2 separate regions of the Rattus norvegicus genome follow, and region 1 is linked to region 2. The links are chromatin contacts, called in public Hi-C maps. All regions are on one chromosome and are shown on one strand. The core of a region is the stretch at or near the end of the contact, and the rest is flanking DNA. Distances in the headings are between cores, read along the strand shown. Region 1 holds the start of Ccdc74a (coiled-coil domain containing 74A). Region 2 overlaps Scarf2 (scavenger receptor class F, member 2).

Region 1 (7,245 bases), core at 2,521-5,020, 190 kb after region 2:
AGCTGTGAGGCCCACACCCGCTCTGGGCTAGGGCAGGGCGACGGGTACAAGGCACTCACTTTGGAGAGCCCAGCCCAGCCTCCTCAGCTGCAGCTTTGGGCCTTTGGTTCCCTTCCAGGAGTGACTTGAGGTGCTGTAGCTGAAAGGCAGGGAGAGGCGTGGTGGGTACAGTGTGCTGTGCCACTGGCGTTCAGGGTCATGTGCCTGCCCAGGGCCTCACCTCCTGGGCCTGCAGGAGGTTGGCGTTCCACAGCTGACGGATGACCACCTCACACTGCTGCACTGTGGTAGGCTTGCGCAGGTGCGGGGGCAGGCTCATTAAGGGGGCCGTCCCCGTCCCTTGCCGGCCATGGCTGCCCCCCACCAACGTGGCCCCTGAATTAGAGGCCTCTGCATCCTCGTCTCTGAAACATTACATCGGCCCAGAGGTGACCTGTGGGAGTGGTCTAGCCACCCGCCCACCCACTACCTCCCCGGGGCAGCACCCATGCCTGCCAGTGTGGAAGAAGCCTGTTTCTATTGCCCGCTAGCCAGGGTGCTGTGGAGCCAGCTGTGACTTAGGGCTGCTTCTTCGCCCCCTATGTTGAAGAAGCAGGCAGCTACCTGCCTGATAGCCCCATCCAGCTTGTTTCTCGCCCAGAGTAGTTCCTGGAATTGGGACTGCAGAGTCAGAGCCTGTCTTGGTTGTACTCCTGAGTAAACCGCTTCTAACCCATGCCACCCAAAGACAGCATGGTCAGACATAGGCCAGCCCAGGAATCCAACTCTGTTCTGGGTTTTTGTTTTCGCTTTTTAAAGACAGTGTGGTGGTCCGCACACAGGAGGCCAGCCAGGAGTGCATCCTCAGACCATGGTCGCCCTCAGCCCTCCTCCAAGCAAGCAGAGGGGACCAAGTCACTTTGTCTCTTGGTCTCTTCTCTAAGCAAACAGTAATTTAGGGGTTTCCACTGGTCCCCTGTAGGTGAGGTTAGCCAGGGGTCTCTGCAGGACCCCCAGGAGAGAGCAAAGTAGTACCCAGCATAGAGACAGCAGCCTGGCAGCTCCCTGGTTCCTGAACCCCATTTTCATCATAATGGAGTCAGGTCCATCAAGATGGAAACAAGGTTGCCTGCTGGTCCCAGGGTGGAAACCTATCAAGGGTGAGCTTGGGGCCCTTGGGGTGCAGGCCTGGTCCTCAGGTGCAAGCAGGCCTTACTTGGCCTGTCCCTGAGCCCCAGGGGCTCTGTCCAGCTTGCTGCTTTGGGACAGGGCAGCACTGCTGAGTGACTGCTCTTCCAGGTCTGTCTTTTGGAGGGCGTCAGACTTCAGCTCTTGTTTCTTGAAGGAGTTGGGCTGGGGCCTGGTCTTGCCTTGAGAGTTGGCTGCAGGGCACACCAACAGGGCTATCGTTAAAGGCCTTGGGAGCCACAGACCCATTCTCTAGGATCAACCAATGTACCCAAGAAGCCCTGACCCTGCGCCAGTTCCTCTGCTGTACTCAACACTTTCGGGAGGGATGCAGAGGATAAGGTGTGAAGAGTGCAGCCTGTGATGGCACCTGCCGCCTGTGCCAGAAAAGCCACAGTGGGACTGCTGCCTTCCATTTGGGGTGGAACAAACTAGAGGGGACTGGCATCTGGCCTGCATGCATTTATTTTCCAAGGCCTCCTGGTCAGCTGGGGCTGCTGCTAGTGAAGTTGCATAGCCTACCATAGGAGGCCAATGGGAGAGGAGGTTCTGTTTATTTTGTCCCTGAGATGTCATGGGTAGGTTGTGGGGGCCTTTGGTGGAGCACATAGCCTCCTCTGGGAGAAAATAGGGAGAAGACTTGGAAGGTACTTGAGTTCCTTTGTTAACGGCTCAGCTACTCACTCACTACCCTACCTGGGTGGGCCTGCTACATCATCTGGCTGTGCTACTCTGACAGCCAGGCCTTGTCTTGCTTGTAGAGCATCCCCTCAAGGACTCCTGGGCCCAGTCTCCTTCTTGGTTGTTTCTGTACATAGGATATCAGGACCACCCCCTTTGCGAAAGAGGGTTTTAAACTCTAGGCAACACCTCCCGCTGACTGCCCAGCCTGGACCCTGGCTCACCGGATGTTGTGGAATTGGAGGTGGACTTGCCAGAGTGAAGGCTCCATGTGGAGATGCTGCCTGTGAGGAAGAGGCAGCGTTCAGCCTGAGAACCTGCTTCTGCCTGCTGCCTGGCCCTCTGTGCTCAAGCAGGGCTGTGTTCCACACAGGGAGTGTGCTGAGAAACACCTCCCTCGAGTGTGAGGGATCCGTAGTACAGGGCTGGGGAACCTGAAGCAGGTACCACAACAGCCATCAACCTACCAGGGAATGGGGGCCCAGGCCACTCCTGTTTCAGGGGTTCTGCTCAGCAGATGGAGGGTATGCCGCCTTCTCACTCTCCCTACTGCACAGACCATGCCTTTGGTGCAGAGAGCCCGCCAGCCAGCTATGGCTGGGGAAAGTGCCACCTGTCCAAGTGCCCAGCACTGGTCCCTTCTGGGTTAGCATGCAGGGCTCTGTGCTACCAGATAGACATAAGTGGTAACTCACTGCAAGCACCTGAGTCCTACCTTTTTTCTGAGGCTTCTCATTCATGATTAGCTTGTAGTGGAGATCTGAAAGCAAGCAAATACTCCTTATCACACTTCAAATCTACAGCCACTCAGAGCACAAGTGTGGCCTGCTCTTCCCATGGGTCCCACCAGCTTTTTCCACCAAGCCTTTACCTCGGGCCTCTCAGACCAGAAATGCCTCTAGCTGATCCCTGTCATCCCCAACACCTGCAAGGTGCCCATCCACCAGGCCAGGCAGGGGCAGGGCTGCAGGGCTGCTGAAGTGAGACGGGATGGCTAGCCTTCCAGGAGCCCCTGGCAATGGTAAGTGGGGTGTGACATGGGGCTGGTCAGTTGGACATGGGGTGAGCCTCAAGCAAACAGAGTCCTAATGTAATAAAATACCCAGTGAGAGAATCATTGGGAGTCCTGGAAAAGACAGCACCAGAGGGAGAAACTGAGGCACAGGCATGGAATGGGAGGAAGCAGAGGAACCCTAGCTGAGATGTAGACAGTCTTCTGAAGAGCTCAGTTATGTCACAGGGGTGGCCTGAAGTTCTGAGTAGGCCAAGCCTTGGGGGTGGGGAGCATAATGGGTGCCCTGGCTTTACGGGATCCACGTGGAGCAGCATCCTGGCAGTCCCTGCCTAAAATCTGGATGTGCTTAGTTGGTGACCATTTACTGGAATTTGCTGTGCTGTATAACTTCGGCAACAGTTTTAAATAACGAGCTGGACCACACCCTGCCCTGCACAGTGCACAAGAGGGTCAGCGTCCATCTGGGCTGGTGGACACAGGAGGACTGAGCCTGTTGGCAGGCCCTACCGAAGAGAAGTCTCCCGCGTCCTTCCCCGCACCCGGAGACTGTTCAGAGTTGATGGCCACGACCTTCAGGCTGTAAATGCTGGGTCAGCACCCAGTGGCTCACCCTTGTTCTCCCGTTTCAAGTGCTCGATTTCCTCGTGGAGTTTGACCAGCGTCTCCGAGTGCTGCTGCTGTAGGAACTGCAGGCTCTTTTCCAGGTCCAGGATCCGCTTCTGTGCCTCGCTGAGCCCGAGGGGAGGCGGCTGTGTCCCCGCGTGCTGCGGGCCGGCGGGAGGGCGCGGGCGTAGGCGGGCCGCACCCCGGGAGCCTGGGGCCGCGGAGCTGAGGGGCCGCGCCCCGGCCGCCAGCCCGGCCCCGCTCATGAAGGCGTTGCCGCCGCTCAGTACTGGCTGCTGGAGCCTGGCACCCGGTCGCCATGGGAACGGGCGCGCCGGAGAGGACGGGGTGGGCGCGACGCGGGGCGGGGCCTGTCGCGGCGTTCGGCGGAACCTGTCGGGACCTTAGGTCTTGTTACAGTGCTCTGTGTGCCGTGTGCGTACCCATGCGTGTGCGTGTGAAGACCAGCGCTCGACGTCGGGCCTCCCCACCTCATAGCTTTTGAGAAGAGGTCTTGTGGCTAGCTGGGCTGGCCCATGAGCCCCAGGATCTTCCCATTTCCCCGCCTCCTAGAGCGAGGATCCCCGGGTGTGCGCCTTCCCTCCCCACTTCTCATATGGGTGCTAGGGACCCGAATTTGGGTCCTCCTGTTTGGGCAGAAAACACTGTATCATCTGAGCCATGACCCTAGTCCCCTTTTACTTTTGAACCAGGTTCAAAGTGAAACTAGTTTGTAATATTCACCGTGTAAACCGGGATTATAGATGTAAACCAAAGCACTGGCTTTTAGAGTTGGTCTTAGTTTTTCGTTTTAATAGTTCATTTTTTTGGATACATAGTAATAGTTTCAAAAAATCTTCCAACACTCACAGAATCTTTGTGGGTATAGAAAGGGGTGGGGGAGCTCTCTTAACTGCTGGCTCATCTCTTACCCACTTGAAAACCAGGCCATTTACTTAATGACATGGCAGATTTATGTCTGTCTGTCTGTCTGTCTGTCTGTCTGTCTGTATGAATGACAGTTTAGCTATATAGGCCTGGCTGGCTTCAAACTCAAGAGATCTGCTTCTGCTTCTTTTGAATCCTGAGATTAATGGAATGTACCACCATGCCTGGTTTGGAAATTAAACGTCTAAGAGAAGGCTATGCAAGTCACCTCCCAATGAGCATCCTACTTTTTGTTGTGATAAACACCATGACCAAAAGCAAAATGGATCAGAGGGTTTATTTTAGCTTACAGGTCTATCATGGACAGAAGCCAAGAAGGAACTCAAGGCAGGAGCTGGAAGCAGACACCAAAGAAAGAATACTGCTTGGGGCTTCCTCCCCAGCTCCCCCTTTTTATTTTTTTAAATATGGAACGCTTCACGAATCTGCGTGTCATCCTTGCTCAGGGGCCATGCTAATCTTCTCTGTATCATTCCAATTTTAGTATGTGTGTTGCCAAAGCAAGCACCCCGGCTCCCTTCTAGCTTCCTTTCTCAAACACCCAGACCTACCTGCCTAGGGATGGTACTGCCCACAGTGGACTAGGCTTGTCTATATCAAGAAAAGGTCCCTTTCCCAGATGGTTCAAGTTGACAACTGAAAGCTAACTGTGACAGCAGGTGAGACTTGCTTCAAAGCCTAACCTAGTTCCATTCCTCAAACCCACATGAGAGGAGATAGCAATCTCCTTCAACTTCTGCTCTGACTTACATACATACACCATGGCACATATGCATGTACTGTAGTCCCCCGCACCCCATTAAATCAATCTAAAAAAAACCCTAAACTGCAGGGGGACTTGGAGGGGTAGATATGACCTGTGTGTGTGTGTAAAACTATAAGAGTAAAAAATAAATAAAAAATTAAAAAGATTCATCTCATACATATCGATAGGCACAAATCTTTGATCCCAACACCTGGGAAGCATAAGCAGGAGAATCTTTGAGTTCGAGGCCAGCCTGGGCTACACAGAGAAATTATCTCTGCCCCACACACAAAAGAGAAATATTGATAGGGTTATTGATAAGGGCTAGTCATTCAGGGACACTCAAATGGCAACTGTCCTTCCCACCATAAGGGGGTTGTACTCCCAGGAAGATGCTGGCCTGGAGCTGGCTAGCATAGATCAGATCCATCTGCCCATGACTCTTAAGTTTCTGGAGGCTGAGGAGATGGCTCAGCAGTTGCTTAAGAACAGTACAGAAGAGTTTGGTCTCCAGCACCCATCAACACCCTCTTCTGGCCTCCTTCCGCAATGCGTACATGTTGATGAGCAGACACACACAAGTAACACTCACTCACATAAAATAAAAATGACATTAAGAAAAGAGAAAGTTTCTGGAAGCTAATGAAGTATTTGTTCTCTGGTGTTGTGCAGGGAAGTCAGTTCTCAGAGCACCATAGGGCCTGCCCCCCACCTCAGGGTTAGTCTGCCATGGCCTTGTTTCTCAAGTTGAATCCAACATGCCCTGGGGAGGAAACAGGACTTTCAGGAAGAAAGAACAGCATCACAGGGTAAGGAGGTGCTGTGTCCAGGAGCTTGCTGAGCGGTTCCCAAGTGCCAGAGATTCAGCCCAGACGATCTCTGAAGCAAGAATGGTTTATTTGGACTTGGTCAGCTGTGTTCAGGGCTGACTTTTGGTTATGGGTCCCATGATGAAGTTACATCAAAATACAAAGCCCAGTGATAAGCTTGAAGAAAAAAAGGTTTTTTTTTTTTTTCTGTAAAAAACCCAAAACAAAGGGCGGGTTACGAGCAGCATGGTGATGGCGCTGCAGCGCCACCTGCAGGATGAATTCCAGGCCTTTGGTGTCTTAGCTTTGATGTGAAGGTGGTTTTTTTCGTAGTGTTGTTACAAACTTGATGTTCTCTTAAATTCCTTGGTTTTACAGGCAGAACCAAATGCTGCTGAGTTGTGTCCACAGAGGCTGGCAGGACCCAGCTCCACCCCCAAGCTCAGTCTCTTAAGAACTTTGCTTCTCCTCTGGAGTAGATACTGAGCTGCTGCCCTGGTATTGCATGCCCAGTAGAAAAAATATCACAACCCATCCTGCCCACCTCAGAGAGACCCACACAGGAGCAGCTCCCAGAGCCTAGAACTAGAGCCTGCTGTGGGTACACTAGCTCCTGAACTCTGTACGGCAGAATCGTGAAATGGTCACAAAGCCCTTGAATTCTAGCTCAGATGCTTGTGGGCCCTTGGACTGAGGGTGAGGACCCATGGCGAGCACTGATTGTCTTACAGAACAGCTCATGAACCTGCTGACACTTCCCTCCGTATCAGGCCTGCCTGGATCACTCTCCCTTCCAACTCTACATTCTTTTGAATAACTCCACCACTGCAGGGAAACTACTCCCAAAGACTCTGAAGATGACCTATCCCTCTCTTCCTGGCTTCTAAGAAGCCTGCCACAATCTACTCAGGAGAGAATGGCCAGCAGCTCAGAGCTGGTGCAGCTTCCCCCGCTCAGTGAGCAGTGTCATAGCTATGGCGTAGAGGATATACCCTAGGACCAGGAGCAAGGAGCAGGGCAGGGGCCCGATGCAGAACAGAGAAGCCACAAAGAAGGCCATCAGGAGCAGGAGCAGTGTCCGGTAACTGCCCAGGAAACGGAGGCTGAGTCTGGGGCCCCGTGCAGGGGTGGTGACCTGCCTCCGCCCCACAGGGCTCAGCAGGTGTCTGTTGCTCAAGGCAGGCTCAGTGAGGTGGTAGCGACAGAAGCTGCCAAGGAAGTCATTCCGGGAGCACAGAGCTGCCATCTGTCCTGCACACTGGAGAACAAACAAGGAC
Region 2 (6,574 bases), core at 209-2,708:
AGAAGACCTGTTACCTTATCCTGATCAACTTTCTGTTCCCTCTGTCCCCCTTGTTTTGTTGTTGTTGCTTGTCTTGTTCATTTTGGTGATGCTGGGGATTGAACCAGGACATTGTGCATGCTACACCCCCTGCTCTTCTGGATCACAGAACTCAGGTAACTTCCAACACATCCGGCTGTGTTTCAGGAGTATGCACACCTCCAGGTTTAGTTGGTTACTGTGTGGCCATGCTGCACATGTGTGTTTACTTATGGACTGAATACGCTTTTCTGAGTCTTTTTTGTGTGTTTGTACATCAGGAGGTCATGGTGTGTGTGTGTGTGTGTGTGTGTGTGTGTGTGTGTGTGTGTGTGTGCATGTAGTCTTTTGTATCTATTGGCTTTGGTAGAATGTGTGGTTGTTACAGATCATGTCACTGTGTCTGTGTCTGCTGTGTGTTTCAGAGATAGCAGAGGGGTGTCTCTCAATGTTTTTGTCAGGTGACCGTGGTGTCGGTGTGACAGGTTGAAATGCAGGCTCCTGAGTGTGGTGAAGTGCTGGGTACGTGTTGACATTTTGTCTAGTACAGAGAGGTATGTGTTACAGAGAACATGTTTGGTGAGTGTGTGGCATGTTTGTTGCCTGTTTCTGTGTGTAGTGGCTATGTGTGTGGGATCAGAACTTGCCTCTGTTTTCATTGCACCATGAATTATGTGTAGGCATGCTTCAAGGAATTCAGTTTCCACGCACCAGGTGGCCCATGTGATTCACAGGGTATGGTCTGATTCTTCACCATGCCTGAAGCCCATGTGCTGTAGGGTGTCTTGTGTTCCCATGTCTGTTGGATTTGCTGTGTATTCCCTGCCCTTCGTTTGTGTATTCTGAGGGCTGGCAGTCCTCTCTGCATGACTATGGCTGTCTAGACATGTGTGTGGCACAGTCTGTGTCCCTTGGTCTGCATGCACCGTGCTGCTGCCCATTTGTACTGGACATGAAGGTCCATTTCTAGCAGATGGTGTGTCTGGGTGCCTCTGTGTGTCCCAGGGAGTTCTGGAGCCATGAGTATTTGTCTCTTTTAATTTGGATGCAGTTACATAGGGCACACACGGCCACGTGTTTGTTCTGTGTTTCTGAGTTACTCTGGTTTGTTGCACATTCGTGTGTGTTGCACTGTGTTGGTATTTCCATGCATCTAGTGGCAAAGGTATGTGTACCACAAGACAGAAACTGCTGGTGTGTGTGCATGTATGAGCTGTCTGGCACAGCCTGGCCTCTCTGAGTGATGTGTGCTACATCCTGCTGGAAACCAGACGGAGCCCAGGCCCCTCTCCAGTCCCCACATTCCTTTGTGCTCTGTGCTACAAAAAAATATTTGCGTTTTCCACCACTCATAATTTTTCCTCCTCAATTACTACCAGATGTGAGCTCTGTGGTCCCCGTCCCCATGGCAACCGAGGTTCCAGCAGTCGTGGTTCCCTTTTGTGGCGCCTGCCCCGAGAGCTGGCACTAGTGCAAGCCCAGAGGGGGTGGGGAATACTGGGTGGTGAAAGACATTTAAGGGGAACTCTCCTAGGGGACAGGCAGCAGGACTGGCGGATGATGGGAAGCACTGGTCTCTGTCCAGGAGAGGCCCACAGAGAGGCTCCTGCAGGTCAGGTTTCCTGGACAGTGGGAGGAAAGGCCCCAGGCCAGCACCGAGACATTCCTGAACTGCCCAAATCATACCAGTGCAGACTAAGGAAATGGAGGTGTGGAATAAGGAACTGAGTGAGAGGCCATTGTGGCAGGACGGCTTGGTAGGGACACAGAATGAGTAAGAGTGGGGCCAAACAATGTTCCACACGACACTGACTGTCCTGCCTCTGCCCCTTTCTGCCTGGCGCTGCGCCTGACGTCAGCCCTGGCAGCTAGTATGACTTAGTGCCTCGATGGATCCAAGGCCAATCAAACCACAAGAGCACAGCAGGAAGGTGCCTGCCTGGCCGAGGGAAGCATCTGGCACAGAGACAACAGGGCTGCCAACCACAAGCTGCCCAGCCAGGCCAGCTTAGGGCACTGTATCCATCAGCTGCTCTGGACGCTGTCTCCCCTCTGGTGGCTGAATCCCTGTATGGGACCAAAGCTGACCTCAGAGTACTATGTGGCCAGAGAACAAGGGCCTGGCCAAAAAGAGGCCCCGGGAGCTGCCAACATGGATGATACTTGAAGCTAGGAAGCTGTTGACAGAATGAAAATTTAAACTGGGCATAAGCAGATAGGAGAAAGTGCCGGAGAGTTGGCTCTGAAGATAGGAGCATTTTTGTTGTTGTTGTTTTGGTTTTTTTTTAAATTGGATACCCAGCATCCACATGGCTTCCCACTTGGAAAGCTGGGGCAGAAGTTTAAGTTCATACCCTGTCCTAACAACAAAAAAGATACTAGAGACAGGAAGAGAGTCTGCTGGAGGTAGGGGGCTAGAAGGAACCAAGACAGATGGCTTTCAGAAACTAAGGCCAGTAGGATCCCTGAAGACCAGAGGTCCAAGGCTCAGAAAGGCCGTTAGGAGCCTGCCGGGAGACGTAAAGGTGCTAGGGTGGGATGGGGGCAGACAAATGGCTCCAGAGAAGGCCAAGCAGGCTACCTTCCCTTTCTTCCCCTGCTGGAGCACGTGGAGATGAGGTAGGGAGGTTTTCATTCAGGACAAGGCACCTATGGGAGCAAGCAGGGACAGGCTGCTTTGTGAGGCCTGGCTGGAGTCTGGGCGCACTGCACAGTGTCCCTTGCCCTCACCTCTGTCTCACCAGAAACAGTTCTGACTTCTGGATCCCCCCAGCACAGATCCCTTTTCTTCCAAGCGGTAGTTCAGGACTGGCGGAATTGGCATATTTTCGTGTCGTTCCTGGAGACCCGCACCGGGGGAACTCCAAGGTTCCATTTAACTGCAGGAGTCCAGAAGATGCTGCATACAGGTTCCATAAGAGGTCATCTGTGCTCCACAACCTCCAGCAGGAAGTAATTAGAGCACTGGGAGTGGGGAGAAGCATTTTATTAAAGAAAGCTTTGGCCTGCTAGGAGGAGCCCATCCTGAAGGCCTCAGATGGGAAGGGAGAAGCCCTGCCCGGGGCCTATAAATACATCTACGGCCACCAGAGTAGCCCCTGGGGTTCCCTCGTGGGGTGATAGGAAGCCATCAAAACCAGCTCGATGGCTGAGGGACCAGGGCTGGCATGAGTGAGTGGGAAGGGGACAAGCCAACATGGCTGAGCCCCCTGAGGAGCAGAAACCAGCTCTGCTCCCCAGGTTTGGGTCAACCAGATACTGGGGAGCCCAGTTAATGGAAGCAACCTCTGACTATCTACAAAGAAAAAGACCCTACAGCCATAGGCACCAGGCCTTGGCAAATGAGAGGCAGCCAAGAAGCAGAAGCGCTGCTGGCATCGGCCAATGACAAGGTGGCCCAGGCAAGAACACTCTTCTTGGCCAGTAAGAAGTCTGTAGACTCCTCAAGCTATGGCCAAGGAGACGCAGATTACTAAAAAAGCTCCACAAGTTTGCTAGTGGGAGCGGGTAGCCAGCTAAGTGTCTGCGAGGCCCAAGGGCAGATCCAACCACGTGGAGGCTGCTGGAGCCTAAGCCAATCAGACACAGGCTCGAGCGGGCACTGGGCGCTCGGGCCAATGAAATGCCTTCGCTGCGACTGCGCGGGGAAACGACGGTGAGAAACGCAGTGGCTCCTGGGGCTGCGAGCCTAGGAAGCTCCGGGGGCCGCGCCCGCCCTGCTCGGCTCCCCCGCAGCCTCCCTGCTCTTCTTTCGAGGCGGTTTCTGGATGGGGGTCTTCTTCCGAGGTGTCTCGGGCTCAGGTGCGCTGGCTGCCACCTTCTCAGACGCCGAGGCTTCGGACGCCGAAGCCGCGCGGGCGGTCGACGCCGGGAGCACGGAGCGCTTGGCCTTCTGAGGCGGCGGCGGCTTCTCGGCGCGACCCAGGCTGCGAGTCTTGTCGCGCAGCTCGGCTGCCAGCATAGAGGCGGCCTCGGGCGCACTGCGCGGGGGACCTCCCGCGTCCGTGGGCTCCAAGAGACCCGGGCCGCGGCCGCGCGCTCGGGCGCGGGGTGGCGTGGGTGAGGCCGGGCCGGTGGCTTCTTCGGTCAGGCCCGGGGGCTGCACCGACATGTTGCTGGGGGTCCGTTTCCTCCCGCTAGGGCTCGGCGCAGCCTTGCGGCCTGCGGGCGGCGGCGAAGGTGCAGCGGCCACGGCGCCTTGCTTGCCGTGGATCCAGGACACCTTAGGCTTGGTGGCAGGGTCGGGTGGCGGTGGCTTCCTGCGCTCGGGCGATGGGGACAGTGACAAGCCCCCAGCCTCACATCGGGTCCGGGCCGGCCGGGCCTCGCGCCGGGCCACACGCGCGTACAGCGCCCCGCCCGGCCCCTCCACGCTTGATGCTGAGCGCTCGCTGTCTGAGGATGCAGGGAGGGCTGCTGCCTCATCCCCGGGCACCGAAGTGCCCATGGGCGCTAGGGACACAGCGGGCACCTCAGTGAGAGAGGCAGAAGCTTCTGGGTCTCGGTTCTCAGCAGTCGCCTCTAACAAGGGTAGGACAAGAAACTAATCTCAACATCTAATAGCACTGGTGGAGCCAACCCCCACGAGTGACCCTTTCTCCTCTGCCAGAGCCCAGTTGTCTCTGTCATTCAGGCATACCTGGTACATTCACAGGATTACCACAAACTTAGTGGGATTCCCCAGGGTGTGGGCTTACTGCTGGGGAATGAGGGATTTTTTTTTCCGGGGCTCAGGCTCTAGATTTTGTACCCCACCACACCCCACTCTCAGGGGTCACAATTGTCGACTTTAAGCGGATTTATGCCCTTTAAGACTTAATTTTTCTGATGTTGAAGCATCAGTCACTTGCCCAAAGTCACCTAGTGGCACCAAAGTAGGACAGGCCATTTCTTTCCCTCTACCTTATATTCTTCCTGTCTCCTCTGCCCTTATCTAGATCTAGCCCCAGAAGTTAGTATGGCTGACCAGTTACAAGGGAGCTACCTATCCCTCCATGACTTACCCCACAGAATCTCAGCTTTGCAGCTGAGACCAACAACTCCTAGTTCTTAGCTTCTTGGTGCCCTAATCCCCATGGACCTCCAACATAGACAGCAAGACCATTCCGTTGTGCTAGAGGGACATCTATGCAGCGTCACACTCACCCTCGTGGGGCACACAGTACACAGGGCCTTCATCTGTGGTGTCAAATGATGAGAAGGAGGCCCTGGAGGACCATGATGGAGAGGGCTGCTCCAGCCCTGAAGGTGGTTCCAGGAAACTGCAGTTGAGCGTGTTGTCTAAGTCATGATGGGCCACTGGAGGGGAAAATAAGTGAGGCAGGGTGCGAGGGACCTCGCCTTTTCCCAGTCTGTACTCTTAATTCGCTAACCACGAATGAAGTGGTCATGACCAGCCCCCTCCAGAAGACTGAAGGTGGGACATGACACTCAACAGAGTCACATTAGACCAGGGCTGAAGAATGGGTAGCAAGGAAACCCAGAAAAGGGAAGTATGAAGGAAGTAGGATAAGGAAGTACGGGCCTGTAACCCAAGAACTTGAAAGCCTGAGGAAGGTGCATCAGCGTTAGCTTGAGGCTAGCCTAGGCTACTCAGCTGAGTTCGTGACAGCCTGGCCTACAGGATGAGACCCTGTCTCAAACACCAAACAAAGAACTGGAGAAATGGTTAAGGACACTGGCTGTTCTTCCAGAAGTTCTGGATTCGATTCCCAGAACCCTCATGGTAGCGTACAACCATTGGTAACTCCCACAGACACACAAGTGATGCACACATACATGAAGGCAAAACACCCATACACGCAAAATGAGTAACAGTCTTTAAAGGCTTTTTTTTTTTTCTTTTTTTTCGGAGCTGGGGACCGAACCCAGGGCCTTGCGCTTCCTAGGCAAGCGCTCTACCGCTGAGCTAAATCCCCAGCCCCAAAAGGTATTTTTAAAATAAGGAAAAAGTACAAGCCAAATGCAGTCAGCTAGGGAGCCGAAAGAGTAGACTACGTGTTAAGGAAAGACATAGAGACTCAGGGAACCCTGGAGAGCTTCTGAATTCGGTTGTTCAGGAGAAAGACTGCTGCTAGGCTCTGGCTTTCCCAGCAGCCCTTGCACTTCTGCTCCTAGGAGTCATGTGGCTCCTTTACCTCCTAAGAGACTTAACGACCCCACCAAGCTTCAGAAAGAAGTTGTCTAAAGGGAGGCACCACCCCCTCTCCTGTCATCACATGGAACATCTACTAAAGACTCAAAGGGGGCTGGAGGGATGGCTCAGTGGTTAAGAGCACCGACTGCTCTTCCAGAGGTCCTGAGTTCAAATCCCAGCAACCACATGGTGGCTCACAGCCATCTGTAATGAGATCTGATGCCCTCTTCTGGTGTGTCTGAAGACAGCTACAGTGTACTCCTATATAATAAAATATTTTTTAAAAAAAGACTCAAAGGGGCATGGGGACCAGCCCTTCCTTTTCTAGGAAGGGCTCTAGTAACTGCTGGGAACCAACCAAACTCTTGGTGTGCTACACACACACACACACACACACACACACACTGCCACTAGTTCCCC

What was found. A called contact is a pair of places that touch in the nucleus more often than the background predicts.
Region 1: a contact with region 2 is called in a Hi-C map of Schwann cells, with 8 times the contacts expected there. The contact joins the promoter of Ccdc74a here to the enhancer-like site in region 2. A contact is called at or near these places in 9 of 12 Hi-C or Micro-C datasets (the A7r5 cell line, Schwann cells, frontal cortex and 5 more).

The regions. Positions count from the first base shown.
Region 1 is chr11:96,860,770-96,868,014 of GRCr8, forward strand. It overlaps Ccdc74a (coiled-coil domain containing 74A), which reads right to left and starts at 3,771. Exons shown (of 8, transcript NM_001419901.1): 1 at 3,474-3,771; 2 at 2,564-2,608; 3 at 2,073-2,132; 4 at 1,196-1,361; 5 at 221-404; 6 at 60-139. The coding sequence starts at 3,732. It overlaps LOC120095812 (U6 spliceosomal RNA), which reads right to left and starts at 4,922; the gene lies at 4,816-4,922. Smpd4 (sphingomyelin phosphodiesterase 4) reads right to left here. Exons shown (of 20, transcript NM_001167806.2): 20 at 6,036-7,226. The coding sequence ends at 6,897.
Region 2 is chr11:96,677,248-96,683,821 of GRCr8, forward strand. It overlaps Scarf2 (scavenger receptor class F, member 2), which reads right to left. Exons shown (of 11, transcript NM_001105864.1): 10 at 5,164-5,316; 11 at 2,996-4,539. The coding sequence ends at 3,707. Among named protein-coding and RNA genes, the nearest start is that of Scarf2, 11 kb to the right of the region's middle. Within about 2 kb of position 1,459, at least 14 of the 93 cell types and tissues checked have an H3K27ac peak or open chromatin away from gene starts, as enhancers often do. A contact at or near this core is called in Schwann cells, where this site is marked.